Linked DNA regions of Mus musculus: region 2 is linked to region 1. The links are chromatin contacts, called in public HiChIP or PLAC-seq maps. All regions are on one chromosome and are shown on one strand. Each heading gives the region's core, a stretch centred on a gene start, on an enhancer-like site or on the middle of the called end of the contact. The rest is flanking DNA. Distances are from core to core; before and after follow the strand shown.

Region 1 (3,537 bases), core at 955-3,454:
GTTGAACTGAATCAGTCATTCAGTCAAGGGGCTGACCACCCTTAGGAAGCAGGCTCCTTTCAAACCAAACAAACGAGATGGCTGAAGTAACTAATCTTTTAGTTAGATACTGTTCTCAACCTTCCCAAAATTCCAGCCCGTGGTATAGTCGCTGACGCGCCTCAGTCAAGGTTTGTCCAATCTTCTGAATTACTCAAACAAGTATAATTTTTGCTTTTCTTTTTTTTTTTTTGTTTTTTGTGAAACAAAGTCTCACCTTGTATATCTAGCTGGGCTGAAACTCAGTATATAGACCAGGCTGGCATCAAACACAAAAAGATCTGTCTGCTGAAAATGAAGGCATATGTCACCACACTAAATCTTTCCTAAAACTATTGTTGTTGTTGTTGTTAATGTTATTATTTTGTTTTGTTTATTTATTTTGTTATTTTGGGTTTTCTTTTTCAAGACTGGGTCTCTGTCTCTCCTGGAACTTACTACGTAGACCAGGCTGAAACTCCGAAAAATCCATCTGCCTTTACCACCCAAGTGCTAGGATTAACAGTGTATGCCATCACTACCCAGCACAAAATTTAATATTTTAAATTGTTCGTAGAGGCTTATACATGCCACCATGCCGTATGGGTCATGGCGGGTAGAACTCACTCAGGCTGTCTGCCTTAGTGGCAATTGACTTTTCCTAATGAGCCATCTTGTTGGCTCACGCTGTCACATTTTCTAAAACCTACTTTAAGATTTGATTGGAACTGCTGTGAATGCATAGAAAAATTTTAAGAGTTACTCATTTACTTTATATATATATAATACTCTGCCTACATGTATGTCAGTACACCACATGTGTGCACTGCCTGTAGAACACAGATGAGGGCATCATATTCCCTTAGGGCTGGAGTTTCCAACGTTACCCCCATGACCCATATGGCAGGAGGAGAGAGCAGATACCTACACCATTTTGCCTAGACTGGCTTGAATTCCCAGGCTTAGCTGATCCTCCTGCCTCAGTTTCCCGTGTATCTGAATCCACAGATAAAGAGCCAGAATTCCCTTTTTCATCTATGAGCCTTTGCCTTGAACACCTTCTTTCTCTCTCTTTTTAAAAATGATTATCTAATCATTTGTTGGAGGTGGTGGTGTCCTGTGTGGGGAGATGGCTGGAGTCAGTTCTCGCCTTCCACCACATGGGTCCAGAGGATCAAATTCAGGTCCTTAGGCTGTGTGCAGCACGCATGCTTACCCACTGAGCATCTCACCGGCCCAAACGCTTGCATCAAGACTGAGGTGCCCTGAAATATTTTGAATATAATAGCATTGCTAATGATCAGACCTAGGACCTCACCCATGCTTGTTGGGAACCCCTCAACTGTTTTTTTAAAAGATGTATTTATTTATTTTATGTATATGAGTATACTGTAGCTGTACAGACGGTTGTGAGCTTTCATGTGGTTGCTGGTATTTGAACTCAAGACCTTCCAAAGAGCAGTCAGTGCTGAGTCATCTCTCCAGCCCGAGAACCCCTAAACTTGAGTTCTGTCCCAGCCCCTGTGTGTATTTAAATACAACGTCATCAGGGTCAGCATCTTTTATTTTAGTCTATCCCACATCATTGGGTCCAGACAAAAAAATTAACACAGGTATTAGAGTCTTTTTTCCATGACCCCACCCCCACCCCATCTTCATCACTCGGCTTCAAAACTATGTTCTTCAGGGCTGGAGAGATGACTCAGAGGTTAAGAGCACTGGCTGCTCTTCCAGAGGTCCTGAGTATAATTCCCAGCGACCACATAGTGTGACTCACTACCATCTATAATCAGGTCTGGTACAGCCTGTGGGTTGAAATCCTGCATATCAGATATTTACCTTACCGTTCATAACAGTAGAAAAAATACAGTTATGAATTAGGAATAGGATAATTTTATGGTTGGGGGAGGATCACCACAATGTGTCACAGCATTAGGAAGGGTGAAAAACTACTGCCCTAATACCTACAGAATAACTAATGAGCTTATTTATTCTCCTAGACTATTCCAGAACAACGCTTGCTGGAGTTTGGTAAATCCTTCTTGATATTCCTCCCAGACCTGGAAGCCACACCCATTAAGAAAAAACACGCATTTTTGCCTAAGGTCAAAGATGCCCTGTAGGCAAGGTGGGAAGCACACTCCCAAAAGAAAGGTGTTACCTTTTGCCTGGAGTGCTTTGTTTAGAGTTGTTGGGGATTGGAATTTTGTTGTTGATGTTGTTTTGTTTGTTTGTAACAAGGTTTTATGTGTCAGAGGCTGACCATAAATAAAATGCATGAATGAAAACTTAAAAAAAAAAAAAGGCCGGGCCGGGGCGTGGTGGTGCACGCCTTTAATCCCAGCACTTGGGAGGCAGAGGCAGCGGATTTCTGAGTTCGAGGCCAGCCTGGTCTACAGAGTGAGTTACAGGACAGTCAGGGCTATACAGAGAAACCCTGTCTTGGAAAAACAAAACAAAACAAATAAAAAATATGCTTGCTGGCCTGAGTTCAATTCCCTAGACCCCTGTAAAGGTATCTGAGACTACCAATTCCATAAATTGTCCTTTGACCTCCACACCTATGTGTCCTTTGACCTCCACACCTATGTACACTGGAATAGTGATTGAAGAAAAAGAAGAGGAGAAAGAGAAGAAGAAACAGCAGCAGTAACAACAGTAGCGGCCATGGCAGCAGGCTTGGTGTTTTATATCTTCAATTTCAGCGCATGGGGGAACAGAGGCAAGCAGAACTCTGAGTTCCAGGCCATCCTGGTCTAGAGTTCCAGGTTGGCCAGAAAAGCCCTGTCTTGAAAAACCATGAATTCTGGCATGTTGGGGCACGCCTTTTAATCCCAGCACTTGCAAGGCAGAGGCAGGTAAATTTGAGTTTGAGGCCAGCCTGGTCTACAAAGTGAGTTCCAGGACAGCCAGGGCTACACAGAGAAACCCTGTCTCGAAAAAAAAAGAAGGAAAGAAAAAGAAAGAAAGAAAAACCATGAAAATTATAAAAGAAAACAAGAAAGAGAGAAAAGAAAGGAGCCAGAGTAGTGGTGCACATCTTTAATCCCAGCACTTAGAAATCAGAAACAGGTGGGTCTCTCAGCTCCAGCCAACCCGCTCTACACAATGAATTCCAAGACAGCGGGGGCTGGGTAGAGAGATCCTGTCTCAAAAATAAAACAAAACAAGCAAACGAAAGATAAAACCAGCAAAACCCAAAATAAATAAATAATCCCTGGCTGCTCTTCCAAAGGACCTTTGTTCAATTCCCTATAGGCACATGGGGCACATAACTAATTATAATTCCAATTCCAGGGCATCTGGTGACACCTTCTGGCCCCCCGTGAAGCCGGTATTATGGTATACATAGAGGCAAACCAGCCACACAGAAAAATAACAGTATATGCTTTAAAATTGATAAATGGGGGCTGGAGAGATGGCTCAGCGGTTAAGAGCACCGACTGCTCTTCCAGAGGTCCTGAGTTCAATTCCCAGCAATCACACGGTGGCTCACAACCATCTGTAATGAGATCTGAT
Region 2 (3,637 bases), core at 943-3,442, 74 kb after region 1:
ACAGGTCTGGAATCATTTAGACCAGGCTGGCCTCGAACTTGTAGATCTGCCTGTCTCTGCCTCCCAAGCGCAGGGATTAAAGATTTGAGCACCAGTGTTTTCTTTACAAAGTTCATAGGAAAGAAATGGTCTATTAAATCCCATGCCCTGACCAATGGCTCTCTATTTAGACCTTACCTTGATACTTTCTGGTCAACACCCTTTCATATGAAGGCTTGTTGTGTTTGTTTGTTTTTAATAAGGTTCTCATATTGCCCAGAGTGGCCTAGAACTAGACAAGTAGTTAAGGACGGCCTTGAACTCCTTTCTGATCCTCCTAGTTCTACCTCCCTGGCAAGGGGATTACAGGCATGAGCACCACACCCAGTTTAATGAGTTCTATTTACTAACAGACAACAACACATCACAGCAGGAGAGACCTGTTTTAGCTAGGGTTGTTTGTGCTGTAATAAAACACCAGGACCAAGCCGGGAGTGGTGGCACACGCCTTTAATCCCAGAGGCAGGTGGATTTCTGAGTTTGAGGCCAGCCTGGTCTACAAAGTGAGTTCCAGGACAGGGAGGGTTATACAGAGAAACCCTGTCTCGAAAAGCCAAAACAAAACCCAACAAACAAACAAACAAACAACAAAAAAACCCAAAAACACCAGGACCAGAGCACATGGAGAAAAGAGGTCTCTGTGGCCCATTTCCACCTCAGCGCTGAAGTCACATTTGAACACTCGTAGTTATCAGCTATCCAGGTCTCTCTCACCGTGACATTATCTGTGTATATAACGTAGTTTGGTCATGCTCACTCACTATTACCCTCTCTAGACCCCTCCCACTCCCACAGGAAGCATCTTCCAAGGCTAGGGATCTGGAGGCTGCAGATAAACAGCTGATACCGAGTTCCAGGAAAGGAGCCACCCCCCTGGTACTCAGTGAGGGCCCTATTCCCAGGCTGTTTGGAGAGCCTCTCAGGTCAGAGGAGATGGAGAGGCCACAGAGAGAGGCCAGTGAGGCAACAAGGCTCTTGGGACACTGTGGTCCACAAACCCTAAAACACTTACATAATCTGACCCTTTGCAGTAAAAGTTACCAACTCCCGAGTTTTACTGTAGATGAGGCAAATGAAATGGGACCTTAAAGCTGTGAGATCACAGTCATTGGCTGGGATCAGAAGAAGGAAGGAGGCACTGTCTGTGGTAGCAGAGGCTGGAGACAAAGAACATGCCTCTGAGCGGGGAAACTCTGAGGACTTCCTGTGAATGAAAAAATGGTCCAGCCAAGACTGACAACCGACCGTACTCAACAGGAAAGTCTTTCTCAGTCTCAGTCTCTCTCTCAATATCTTTCATTTCATGTAACAGGAATCCACGGGAGTGCCACCGTGAGAGTGCCCTACTTAAGGGCACTGGGCCTAGAGGCTGGTTTTCCAGGTTCCCCCGGGGCCTGCAGGCAGCTTTAGATTTTACTGGAGAGTAAGCACTGAGAGGAAGTCACTTTGAGTATACTGCTGTCATCCATGTCATTAGTGAGGGAAAAACTGGGACTGGAGGAGAGGTGGCTGAAGATTAGTTGATGAATTGTCCTTAGGTTTTCTTTACACCCACCTTAGTCATTTTTTGTGAACACCTCCTTCCCCCCGCGCGCGCGCTTAAAAGGTAGCAAACAGTCTGCATAGACCCAACCAAAGACCAATGTAGGGAGATAACTGTTGAGCATGGGCCAAGGCCAACAGACTCAGCAGGGAGTTCCTCATTTTCTCATGGGTAATATTCCCTTTTCAGGCTGGAGAAGTGAGGGTCAGAGACTGAAGCACTTAGGTTAAACATCCCAGCTCAAGATGTGTTTAAAGGATAACATGCTTAGATTTTCTAATGCCAATTTACAACACATCAGATTATGTCCCGCGACTGGTGTTATGAAGAACATGTCTATCCAAAGTCCTAAAATGTCATTAAGGGTTAAATGCATGCAAGCAGCGTTCACGTGCTTCCTTGGTTTGGGGCACAGAGAAAGGTAGAGTACGGCGGATGTTAGGACGGCGAGGCAGGCACCAGAAAGCCCTTATTTCTACTTTCTTCTGCTTATTTCGACCCCGACGCACGCCTAAATAGCAAGTAGCACAAAATGTATAGCCCTAATGTGCAGGGCTGTTCTTTTCCGTCGGTCGTCGATCGTGCCACAGTGGCGCAGTTCGCTGCGGATGGTGCAGGGTGACCCAACGCTCTGCGCATGCTCACACACATCTGATCCTTCCCAGGCCCACCCTTTCCTTCTTCCTGGTGGTCTGCAGCCCACCCTACCTTTTACTTCTAAATTCACCCTCCGCCTTTCCCAGTCCGTTTCTTTCTTTTTAATACCCCCACCCCCGCCTCCTCCCGACAAGTCAACCAAAAACGTCAAGGGAACGTGAGGACCAAGGGAAGGAGCGGAACACTGCAGGATGCGCGAATGAGTCAGCGAGCTGGGGAGGCAGATCCAAGCGACTCAGGGACCGCGGGGGCTGCCGGGCGCCGTGCCAATACGCACGTCCCTTCTGCCGGGCGGGGTCGGCCAGCGCCCACCGGATGGGGCTGAGAAAGTGCAGTTGTCAGGAATCCGAGGCATCTCTGTGGAGCAGCAGGTTACGCCAGAGTCTGCCTCGAGGGCGAGGGCGAATGCCCCACCTGCGCCCGGCAGTCTCCCCACCTGTCCATCTATTTTGCCGCAGGCCATTCGGCTTCGTCGTGCAGCACACCAGGTCGCTCACGTTTCCCACGCTGCCTGCTTCTTTTTATTTCAGTCAGCTTTACATATACTACGCGTGCAAAAGCGTTCACCCATTCCAGCTGTTCGGGTAGATGACTAATTTTTGATGCCTGCAGTCTCCTGTCTCCGTGCCACCCCACTGCAATCATCAGAGTGCAAATTTACTCTTAGAACATTCTCCTGCAGCATGCTCTCACTGAGGTTACCCGGTCATTGTTCGGTGGCATTCGAGCGACTGTAGGCTTTTGTAACGGACCCAGCAGGAGGAGATAATCTGGGAGAGACACCAGCTCCTCCCCTTAGCTATCAACCTATTCAAACAATGGACCAAAGAATTAAAATTTCCCCAGGACTCCCAAGCGTTTGAGGGTGGAGGTGGGGTGCAGATCCCCTGGTGAGGAGGGTTAAGGGACGGTGGTGGGGGTGGGGTGGGGGTTAGGACGGGGCACTTTGCCTACCGGGAAAGATTTCACAGGGATCTGACAACTTTATCATACCCTTATTTCCTGGCCTTTGTTTCATCACTTCTGTAAAATTTACACCTGTTACAGAAATGGCGGAGAAAAACTAGGCATCATTCTCTGTTTTGGACAAGTCGTACATAAATCCAATTTTCCTTCAATTTTGCTTCCTTATATCTTTTAAAATGTATCAGGAAGCTGGTCGGATTGACACAAACATTTAATCCCAGCACTCTGGAGAAGAGGCAGGAGGATCAGTGAGTTAGAGGTCAACTAGGTCTATGTGGTGAATTGCAGGATATCCAAAGCTACATCTTGAGACCCTGCCTTGAAAAATTAGAACAAGGAAAAAAAGAACCAGGTTTAAGATGTAAATGTCTTCCTGTGACATTTTTCTCAGTTACTTTTTCATATATTAGCAGATAGGAGGTATTTCTTATG

Evidence for each region. HiChIP or PLAC-seq counts read pairs in DNA pulled down with a chosen protein or histone mark.
Region 2: a contact with region 1 is called in an H3K27ac HiChIP or PLAC-seq map of embryonic stem cells, with 24 read pairs. The contact joins two enhancer-like sites. A contact is called at or near these places in 7 of 484 Hi-C or Micro-C datasets (bone marrow-derived macrophages, cerebral cortex, embryonic retina and 3 more), 13 of 115 datasets of contacts at active chromatin or transcription factors (craniofacial prominence, embryonic forebrain, embryonic stem cells and 5 more) and 3 of 9 other capture datasets (adipose tissue, liver and pancreatic islet).

The regions. Positions count from the first base shown.
Region 1 is chr6:122,688,142-122,691,678 of GRCm38.p6, forward strand. No RefSeq gene overlaps it. Among named protein-coding and RNA genes, the nearest start is that of Nanog, 18 kb to the right of the region's middle. Within about 2 kb of position 2,205, at least 34 of the 459 cell types and tissues checked have an H3K27ac peak or open chromatin away from gene starts, as enhancers often do. A contact at or near this core is called in embryonic stem cells and pancreatic cancer cells, where this site is marked.
Region 2 is chr6:122,762,314-122,765,950 of GRCm38.p6, forward strand. It overlaps a transcript of Slc2a3 not described here. Among named protein-coding and RNA genes, the nearest start is that of Slc2a3, 21 kb to the left of the region's middle. RefSeq lists an enhancer at 1,716-3,637. Within about 2 kb of position 2,193, at least 236 of the 459 cell types and tissues checked have an H3K27ac peak or open chromatin away from gene starts, as enhancers often do. A contact at or near this core is called in embryonic stem cells and pancreatic cancer cells, where this site is marked.